2 separate regions of the Mus musculus genome follow, and region 2 is linked to region 1. A link is a contact called in public HiCAR-type data. All regions are on one chromosome and are shown on one strand. Each heading gives the region's core, a stretch centred on a gene start, on an enhancer-like site or on the middle of the called end of the contact. The rest is flanking DNA. Distances are from core to core; before and after follow the strand shown. Region 1 holds the start of Rpl24 (ribosomal protein L24). Region 2 holds the start of 4930461C15Rik (a long non-coding RNA gene).

Region 1 (4,703 bases), core at 75-2,574:
TGAGAAGGTGCCAGGTCCCCTGGAACTGGATTTACAGTTATTGAGTTGCCGTCTGGGTACTGGGAATTGAAGTCAGGTCCTTTGGACGAGTTGCCAGCGCTCCTAACTGCTGAGCCATCTCTCCAGCCCCATAAAATAACTTTATTTTTCCTTTATTTTATTTTCGGTTTTTAGAGACAAGGTCTGTGTGTAGCCTTGGATGTCTTGTAACTCCCTGTGGGCGAGGCTGGCCTCAAAAGTCTTAGTGACCAGCCTGACTCTTCTGGGATTAAGGCTGTGCCTCCACCGGCTGGCTAGCATAGCTTTTCTTTTTTTTTTTTTTTCTTTTTCTTTTTTTCTTTTTTTGCCTGTGTGTGTGTGTGTTTGTGTGTGTGTGTGTGTGTGTGTGTGTGTGTGTATGTAAGTACACTCATGAGTTCGGGGTCAGGCAGCTAGCTGGAGTTACAGGTGGCTGAACTCTGGTCGTCTTCAATAGTTGTATGTATTCTTAACCTGCTCACCTTTCCAACTCGTAACTTCAGGTTTTGAGACAGGGTCTCACACTGTAACCAAGGCTGGCCTCAAACTTGTAGTAGTCCCGCCTTAGTTCCTGAGTGCTCGTATTACAAGTGTTGGCAATCTATTTGAACTAGTGATTAATTACTTTTAGTTTTTGATACAGGGGGTCACTATTTATGTACCGTTGGAACTCTTACTACTATGTAGACCAGCCTGCCAGTGCGTCTTCAGAGAGCTGAGATTAAAAGCTTGCCCCACAGTGGCGGGCTCTAATATTTTTTGGAGGTGGGGATTTAATTCAGGGTTTTGCGTACCACTCGTGCTATCCCTGGGCCACGCTGTCGGCCGCTACGATTTTTTTCTTTCTTTTTCTTTTTTTTTTTTTTTGGTTTTTCGAGACAGGGTTTCTCTGTGCAGCCCTGGCTGTCCTGGAACTCACTTTGTAGACCAGGCTGGCCTTGAACTCAGAAATCCACCTGCCTCTGCCTCCCAAGTGCTGGGATTAAAGGCGTGCGGCACCACTGCCCGGCAGGCCGCTACGATTTATTTTTGTTTCAAGGAATAATCCAAAGCCAAATGCAAAAAGTGACCTTCAGGTTTTACCTGCGAGATAAAAACTGGTCTGGGCTTCGTAAGAGGAGGAAAGACACGTAGAACATCCTTGTCTCTTGTTTATTAAATCCTGCGAAATGCTGGCTTTAGATTCTAGAACACTAGCCTGGAGGAAATAAAATGGCACAGAACCCAAGCCAAGAACCAACTTGGACCTTAAACGAACACCTCAAACCCACTCCCCGCCAATGCTGTAGGAAGAAAGCTGTTGCTAGGAAACAGACTGGGCGCTCGGAAGTGACATCATCTCTGGGCGCCGGGGTCAAGGAAGGGAATTTAGGGAGGAGATTCTCTCCCTCTGCCCTATAAGGTTCTCCCATGATTCTTTCTTTCTCTTCGCCATCTTTACCCCGGCAGGCCGACATCTATCACCATGAAGTAAGCGGGCGCCCGGTGTCCCAATCCGCCTCCATCCTGAGGCCGAGCTACCGGGGATGGCTCCTCTTTGCAGCGCACATACTAACGAGCTTCGCCTTTTCCTTCCAGGGTCGAGCTGTGCAGTTTCAGCGGGTACAAGATCTACCCGGGACACGGGCGGCGCTACGCCAGGACCGACGGGAAGGTAAAGGCCGGCTGGGCCGAGCGCGGCTCGGGACGCTGGGAGTAGAAGGACGGTCCTCTCTCCCCGAAGGCCCCGGGACCGCGTGTGGGATGGGAAACTTGAGGGAATATGGATGGTGTGTAAACCAGGCTGGAAATGAGTGCTGTATGTAACCAATGGGAAAGGGAAATGGGCTTCAGGTCTTTTGGAGTCGGAGAGGGCTCAGAGCCAGATTTCTTTGAGTTTAGCGCCACCCGACCCTTTGCGACTAGTGTAGATTTTTCGGCTCCTGAGAAGACTGTAGCATTGATGCCACCCTGTCATTTGTGTCACAAAGAGGTCTCTTGCCTCCTTTATATATTTATATATTGAGAAGAGAGAAGTAGAATAAAGCTGGAGGAGGACGTCAGTCTCCACTTTGTGTAAAAGGATGACTAATTTGAATTTGTTAACTGCAGGTTTTCCAGTTTCTTAATGCAAAATGTGAGTCAGCATTCCTTTCCAAAAGGAATCCTCGGCAGATAAACTGGACTGTCCTCTACAGAAGGAAACACAAGAAAGGGCAGTCGGTAAGTGGAATGCAGCTTGCTAGTAGCCTCTTTTAAAGTTACACTGTCAGATTTTGCCAGGTTAAATTTTGGTTAAACAAAACTATGCAATGTGCTCTTGAACTAAACCATCAGACAGTAGCAGAACTTGTTAGTGTGGCCTTGGGTACCATAGCCTTCCAAGCTGTGTGTTGAAATTTGAAATGATTCCTCTCTGTAAGCTTCATTTTGGGTTGAAGAGGCCCTTAGGGGATGGTAGGTGTTGCTCTGGGTGGAGGTGTGGTGCTAGGACAACAGCTAATAGTTAGGCTTGGCATGTGTGAGCCTCGTTAAATAGATTCTAGCTGGGTATTATAGTAAACAGTGGTCCCAGATGTGAAATATGTTAAGTGGGCATGGTGGCCCACTCATGTAATGCCAGTGTCTGGGAGGTAGAAGCAGGAGGATCAGTAGTTCAAAGTCAGCCTAGGCTACATAAAACCTTGTTTCCCAAAGCAGAGCACGCAGTACAGAGTTAGTGAAAAGAAAGATGAATTATATTTATTAGATCCTTTTGGATGAATAAATGGGGGGAGGGAATCTTAGAGGTGTGAAGATGTAGAGAAACAGAAATCCTAGAATAAAATGATACAGCTGTTGTAAACCTTTTAATTAACTCAAAATGTTATTTATTTTGGTTTTTTTAGACAGGGTTACTCATAGATCAGGTTGACAACTGTTAAAAAATTTTTTTTGTGTTCTTAACATCTGGCAATTCCATTCTAAGTATTGAAAGCAGGTACCCAACAAATCTGTTATCGAACTCTTGGAATGCTGAGGCAGTAGAATTGACTTTTTGTTTGTTTAGTTTTGTTTTTTGTTTTTTTCTCGAGACAGGGTTTCTTTTTTTTTCCCCCATTTTTTATTAGGTATTTAGCTCATTTACATTTCCAATGCTATACCAAAAGTCCCCCATACCCACCAACCCCTCACTCCCCTACCCACCCACTCCCCCTTTTTGGCCCTGGCGTTCCCCTGTACTGGGGCATATAAAGTTTGCAAGTCCAATGGGCCTCTCTTTGCAGTGATGGCCGACTAGGCCATCTTTTGATACATATGAGACAGGGTTTCTTGTGTAGCCCTGGCTGTCCTGGAACTCACTCTGTAGACCAGACTGGCCTCAAACTCAGAAATCGCCTGCCTCTGCCTCCCAAGTACCAGAATTAAAGGCGTGTGCCACCAACTAAGGCTACAAAGTAAAATCAATCCTATTTCCAAAAAAGGTGGTTACAATCAGTTGAATGCTTAAAATTAAATATATATATATATATATATATATATATATATATATATATAATAAATTTTGGTGACAGGACCCAAATCTAAAAAGCAGCCCCATTTCTCTTCTACCCTGAAAGTTATTTTCTAAAAAAGCAACATTCCCAGACCCAATATTTGACAGCAACCCCTTTAACGAAACCAAATGTGGAATTTTCAGTTTGCTGTGATTGTTCCTCAAAGACCCAAATTTTTGGTTAGGGGTACTCAGCCATAAATATAATGTATTGGGATATTTTCCCCTCCAAAGAGAGAAAACCAGCCAGCATTAGACTGAAGAAATAGGTTAGAGCTATGGTTCTCAGCTTTCCTAATGCTGTGACCCATATGTTCCACCTCAACCATAAAGTGGTTCCATTGTTACTTAATAACTAGTTTTGCTTCTGTTATGAATTGTAATGTAAATATCAGATATTAAGATATGTGGCCCAAGTGAAGGGTCCCAAAGCCAATTAACTTATTTTAAACCAATGACTATTGTTTGATAGTGTTAGGAGAGCACTGTGAAACCGTTCTTTAAGTCCCAAAGGGTTGAGACAACCATAGGTTACTCACTCTGTAGACCAGGCTGGCCTCGAACTCAGAAACCGCCTGCCTCTGCCTCCCAAGTGCTGGGATTAAAGGCGTGTGCCACCACGCCCGGCCCTAAAATTATTTTTAAAGTGTCATCCAACTCCCTAAGTGAGCCATTCTGCTTGAAAGGTCAAGATTTTTGTCCCTTTTTAGTAGTAAAACTGGTCATTATTTGTGATACAAGCTTAAAACAGCTCATAACCTGGATTATTTTTATTTCATATAATTGGCCTGAATTAACTTGTTGAGTATGAAATTTAAGAGCTGTCTGCCCAAGGGGCTGGGCATGGTCTTGCATGCACACCTCTAATCCCAGCACTTGGGGGCAGCAGAGTCAGGCCTGGTCTACAGAGTTCCAGGACTATAAAAGAGAAAACTTGTCCCAGAACGCCTCCCTCTCAATAAAGTTCTTTGACTTTAATTTTTACTTCATTGAGTAAGGTTAATAAATCATAGTCTTTGCTTTGTAGGAAGAAATTCAAAAGAAAAGAACCCGCCGTGCAGTCAAATTCCAACGAGCCATCACTGGTGCATCTCTTGCTGATATAATGGCCAAGAGGAATCAGAAACCAGAGGTTAGGAAAGCCCAGCGAGAGCAGGCTATCAGGTAAGGA
Region 2 (4,506 bases), core at 1,444-3,943, 2.4 Mb after region 1:
TCGAACGCCTGATATATGACTTTGGTGGAAGGTTCCCAGGAAACATTTCGTTATCTCACAGAAGCCTTCTGAAACTGGTTGTACAGCCATAATGAGAAGTGGAGAGACATGGTGGGCAGCACTGTGTCTCAATTCTCACACATCGGTGCTCCTCCTATGACTTCCCATGGTCAGGCAGTAGGGGAATGTTCTCCGGGCTGCTCTCCAGCCAAACCTCCAGAAAAGAAACTCAGGAAGCTGAAAGGCAAAAGAGTACGAAGACAGATGGCTAGCATCATTTTTCAGACGCTGGTTTCCCCCTCTCTTCTTTTCCCTGTTCTGTCCTCTGAAACACTTCACCACTTTATTCTCTACTTTAACAGCTCTTAGCATACCAAAACAGAGAGAAAATGACAGCACCCCTCTCTCTTGTGATAGGGGAATTACTTATAAGAAATTCGGAGTCTTTTCAGGCTGTACTCCCCTGAGGGGGGACAGCCACAACTCCAGCACTTTCTTTTCTAGAAAGGTTCCCATACCTGAGCTAGTTCACTCTGCTTCTTGTGCAGTTCCATGTAGCTGAAGGAATCCTAGCCAGCAGCTTCTAACCCTTTGCTGTGTCCACCTTGTGGCCTACGGTTATCACTAGGTGGTCATACAGAAGGAGTGATCCGACATGTGAGGTGCTTCATCTCAGGGACTATCACTTGAAGCCTTGGCTTAGGACTGGCTGTTTGCTGGGGTAGGTCATAGAGTTAGCTCTGTTAGTTCTCACCTCCAAATTGGCACTGGTGACGATGGATTTGTTTAAAATGTTTGTCTTCTCCACTAGAATGTAAGCTTCTCTAACTGAACTTTGTATGACCAGGGCGTATATTGGTAGTGCTTTCTTTGCTACACGATAGATGTTTAGCAGATACAATGACTGGGGAGTGGGGGTGGGGGGTGGGCTTATTGTGTGAGAAATATGCAAGAAACTTGAAAAAAAATGGCTTCTAGAGTCCTTTCCAGCATTTGGGTTTTCTTCTGAAACACGGGTGTGAGTGCTTTACATGTTTAGGACTCTCACATGTATTCATGAGTTCCAGAGCCAATTCCTACATACTTCTCACACTGACATTTGTACAACCTGCTTTTCTATAGCCTCATTTATTAGCTGTATATCCATATCGATTTATTTTGTTTAAAAGGCATGTATTTTATTATTTATTTATTTATTTATTTATTCATTCATTTAGTATGGGGGTGGGAGGGGAGATGTTCCACAGTGCACATCTGGAGGACCATGGACGACTTGCAGAAGCCAGTTCTCTCCTAGCAACCATGTAAATTCTGAGGATCAAACTCAGATCGTAAGGATTGTCAGCAAGGGCTCTTAACCAATGGCCTATCTCTCTGGCTTTGCATCCCAGTATAGGTGCTTCTCAGCTTATGATAAGAGTCACATTTGATAAACCCACCATCACTTGAGAACACGTTAAGTCAAGGGAACATTTAATACACTCAAGGTAGTAGACATCCTATGCCAGTATCAGTTTGCTGTACAGCATCCGTTGCTTAGCGTTGAGAAGACCCAGCTGCCAGAAATTATGGCTTGTTAAAGGCAGTCATCAGCAGGACAGGGCACAGCAGCAATACTGTGAAAAATCAACCACCATAAACTGAAAGGTAATACAGATGCTCTATAGTTACTTCCTTTGCTATGCAAACTGTTCTATCTTACTAAGTCCCTGTTTGTTAAAGGTACAATACTTTTTTTTTTTTTTTTAGGGAGTCCCTAATTAAAAATATCCCTGATGGTTTCTCTTTATAAATCTACTGTCTAGTTCTGTGGATTCTTCTTTAAAGACTGCTCTTTCTTCTGCCATACTGCCTGCTCAAAAACTCCATCAAATTGCCTATTATTTGAATTTGTACTTGTTTCATTCTGACGTGCATGATGTACTGACATTTCTTCCCCATTCCAAAACCTGCAAATTATCTATAAAGTGGCTCTAATTCCTGGGACTTCTCTGAGCACAATTTTACAGATAGTGGACTTAAATAGTCTCAGCAACACGGGTCTTATTTTATACTTCCTCTCCAAAGTCCTAGAAGCTATCTTTGCAAAAACTGAACACTACATTTGTAATTGTACCCGCAGATGTTGCTGCAATTGACTGCAGTTTTAATTAAGAAAAACATACTCTGCTATTTAAAAACAGTCCCTTAAATACAGCTCCCAGCTGAAATCTTCCAGCATCCAGCCATCCCACCCCTTCCAGTGGCCTGATGTTCGACGGGGGAGGAGCCAGGAGCAAGCAGGCTCTGGGAAGCTGGAGAGCGCGGGATGGGGAAGTCCCGGAAGTCACTGACCAGAGAGTCTCGGCGGGTTCTCTCTGGGCAGTGGTCCCAAAAACTACAGGCTCTTCAGCGGGGCGGGGACCGCTCCCGGCCCCGGCTTGGGGGCGAACCCGGATCGAGGGAGGCGGGTGGGACGCTCCCAGAGGTCCAGGGCGATTGGCAGACGCGGATGAGGGGCGGTGGAGCTTTAGGAGAGGAGCTAACAGGTCGACAGAGCAGACGGCGTGATGATTGGACGGCACGGAAGGAGCTGGACCAGATCTGGCCGCTCATTGGTCTCAGCATGAGGAGGAGGCGTGGCCAGCGCGCGCGGGAGGGAGGGAGGGCGAGAGAGCGGGGCCGGCCCGCCCGAGAGACGGTCGGTCTACGAGCGCGGCGGGAGCGCGTTCCAGCTCGGGCCCCGGTGCTATCCTCCGATCCGCCGCGCTCCGGCCTGGGGTCTCGGGGCGGGAAGCTCGGTGAAGCGGGCGCGGGGAGCAGGGCGGAGGGGACGAGGCGCGCTGCGCTGCCGCCCGGTCCTCACCGGGTGCTGCGGGCCCCGGGCGCGCGGGGCTCCGCGGCGCGCGCACTATGCGGGCGGATTGCCGGCCGCCGCGATGGCGAGCCGGGCGCCGCTGAGAGCCGCGCGCAGCCCCCAGGGTCCCGGAGGCCCGGCCGCGCCCGCCGCCACCGGCCGGGCCGCGCTGCCCAGCGCCGGCTGCTGTCCCCTCCCTCCTGGCCGCAACTCCTCCTCCAGGCCTCGACTGCTCCTTCTGCTGCTCCTACTGCTCCAGGACGCTGGAGGCCAGCAAGGTGAGTGGTGGCCCGCACCGGTCGGCCTCCTGAGGCTCTTGGCTGTTGGAGGAACCTGCCGACGAACCCAGAGATGCAGAGACACCACACTGGCGAGGCTGATGTGGCGGGGACCGGGGCGGGGTGGTGGTGCCGCCCGGTGTCTCAAGTTTGTGTCGCTTTACTTTTCCGCAAAGCCATTCATTTCTGTGAAAGAGGGACGTATGAGACCCTGCCGTGGAGGCCTCCTTGCTGTCTCCTTCTGGACTGATGGACGGAGTCGGGAGCAAATTAAAAAGCATCTTGAGCTTATTAAAGACAGGCAGGGATTGCTGTTCTTAGGGATAGCGCCCAGGTTCTAACGCGAATGAAGCAAATTGCAGTGCTCTCTAGAGCCTTGCTTACGTTTGCAATTCGTTCTTCAGAGCACCTGCCCATTACTGAGGACCGTGGTTTGTAGATTGTCTTGATCAAACACAGAAGTGGCCCAGAGTAGCGGTCCACTACCAAAAGCGCAAACTTTCTCAGAAAGTGACAAAGCTTCTTTTCCTTCTACAATCCCATTCCAGAAGCGGGAACAACTGTTGGTTGATAAATCATCAACAATAGAAAGAGAATACAGGACTGAACTTTTTAGTGTTGCTGCTTTGGGCAGCGTACCACATTCTGTTTGGCTTTATTTCTTCCATGGCTTTTCTTGTTACTAATTGCTAGGGAGAGTTTCTTGAAATACGTTTTCCATTTCTCAGTTCAGCTTCCCACTGTGTGCACTTTTTGTCAGTAAGGAATATCTTCAAGGTCATGGGATTGTCTCTTGGGAAGGTGCAGCCTTGATGGACGTGTGAGAGGTAATCGCTAAGAGAAAAACGTAAACTGTCCTCTTTAATAGTCACATTTAAACTGAGCAACCTAAGGTTTAGAGGTCTAATAGGCAGATTTCAGTCAGCGCTTACTGTTTTAGAGTGTGGAAGCCTCTGAAGTTTTGGCATCTATGTGTGTGTTTTTCTTTCTCGTGGTGGGGAGACAGACTTATATGGCTACAGAAGCTTAGTGTGTGTGGGAGGCCCGGGACTAAGTGGTTTGTGTAAATCAGTGCATTTAACACACAGCTTGGTGAGTTAGTTATCCCGTTCCCAGCAGAGGGAAACCGATGCACAGGGAATACAGCATATTTTAATGTAGAAAGGAATATGACCATTTAAGCAGTCCACTGTGTTTGAACATTTCTAGATGGCTTACATCTAGAATTTCACGTCATGTTTAAAACAAATCTTCGAGTAACAGAGTCAGCTATATAGGACACCATTATCTTTTGGAGTAGTCATTCCCAGACTGATGTAACATGCAACATTATCTTATTTTAAATGATTTTTGAATCATTTTAGTCAGCATTGTAACAATATATTTCTTCTC

What was found. HiCAR-type assays count read pairs that join an accessible place to other places.
Region 2: a contact with region 1 is called in a HiCAR-type map of astrocytes, with 5 times the contacts expected there. The contact joins the promoter of 4930461C15Rik here to the promoter of Rpl24 in region 1. A contact is called at or near these places in 2 of 39 promoter capture datasets (the 3T3-L1 cell line and pre-B cells) and 1 of 115 datasets of contacts at active chromatin or transcription factors (astrocytes).

What each region holds. Positions count from the first base shown.
Region 1 is chr16:55,964,951-55,969,653 of GRCm38.p6, forward strand. Rpl24 (ribosomal protein L24) reads left to right here and starts at 1,325. Exons shown (of 6, transcript NM_024218.4): 1 at 1,325-1,488; 2 at 1,597-1,672; 3 at 2,110-2,220; 4 at 4,560-4,696. The coding sequence starts at 1,484. It overlaps Gm6958 (MLV-related proviral Env polyprotein-like), which reads left to right. Exons shown (of 1, transcript XM_001480210.4): 1 at 1-98.
Region 2 is chr16:58,405,838-58,410,343 of GRCm38.p6, forward strand. It overlaps 4930461C15Rik (a long non-coding RNA gene), which reads right to left and starts at 2,694. Exons shown (of 4, transcript XR_384912.2): 1 at 2,335-2,694; 2 at 1-237. It overlaps Dcbld2 (discoidin, CUB and LCCL domain containing 2), which reads left to right and starts at 2,698. Exons shown (of 16, transcript NM_028523.3): 1 at 2,698-3,114. The coding sequence starts at 2,919.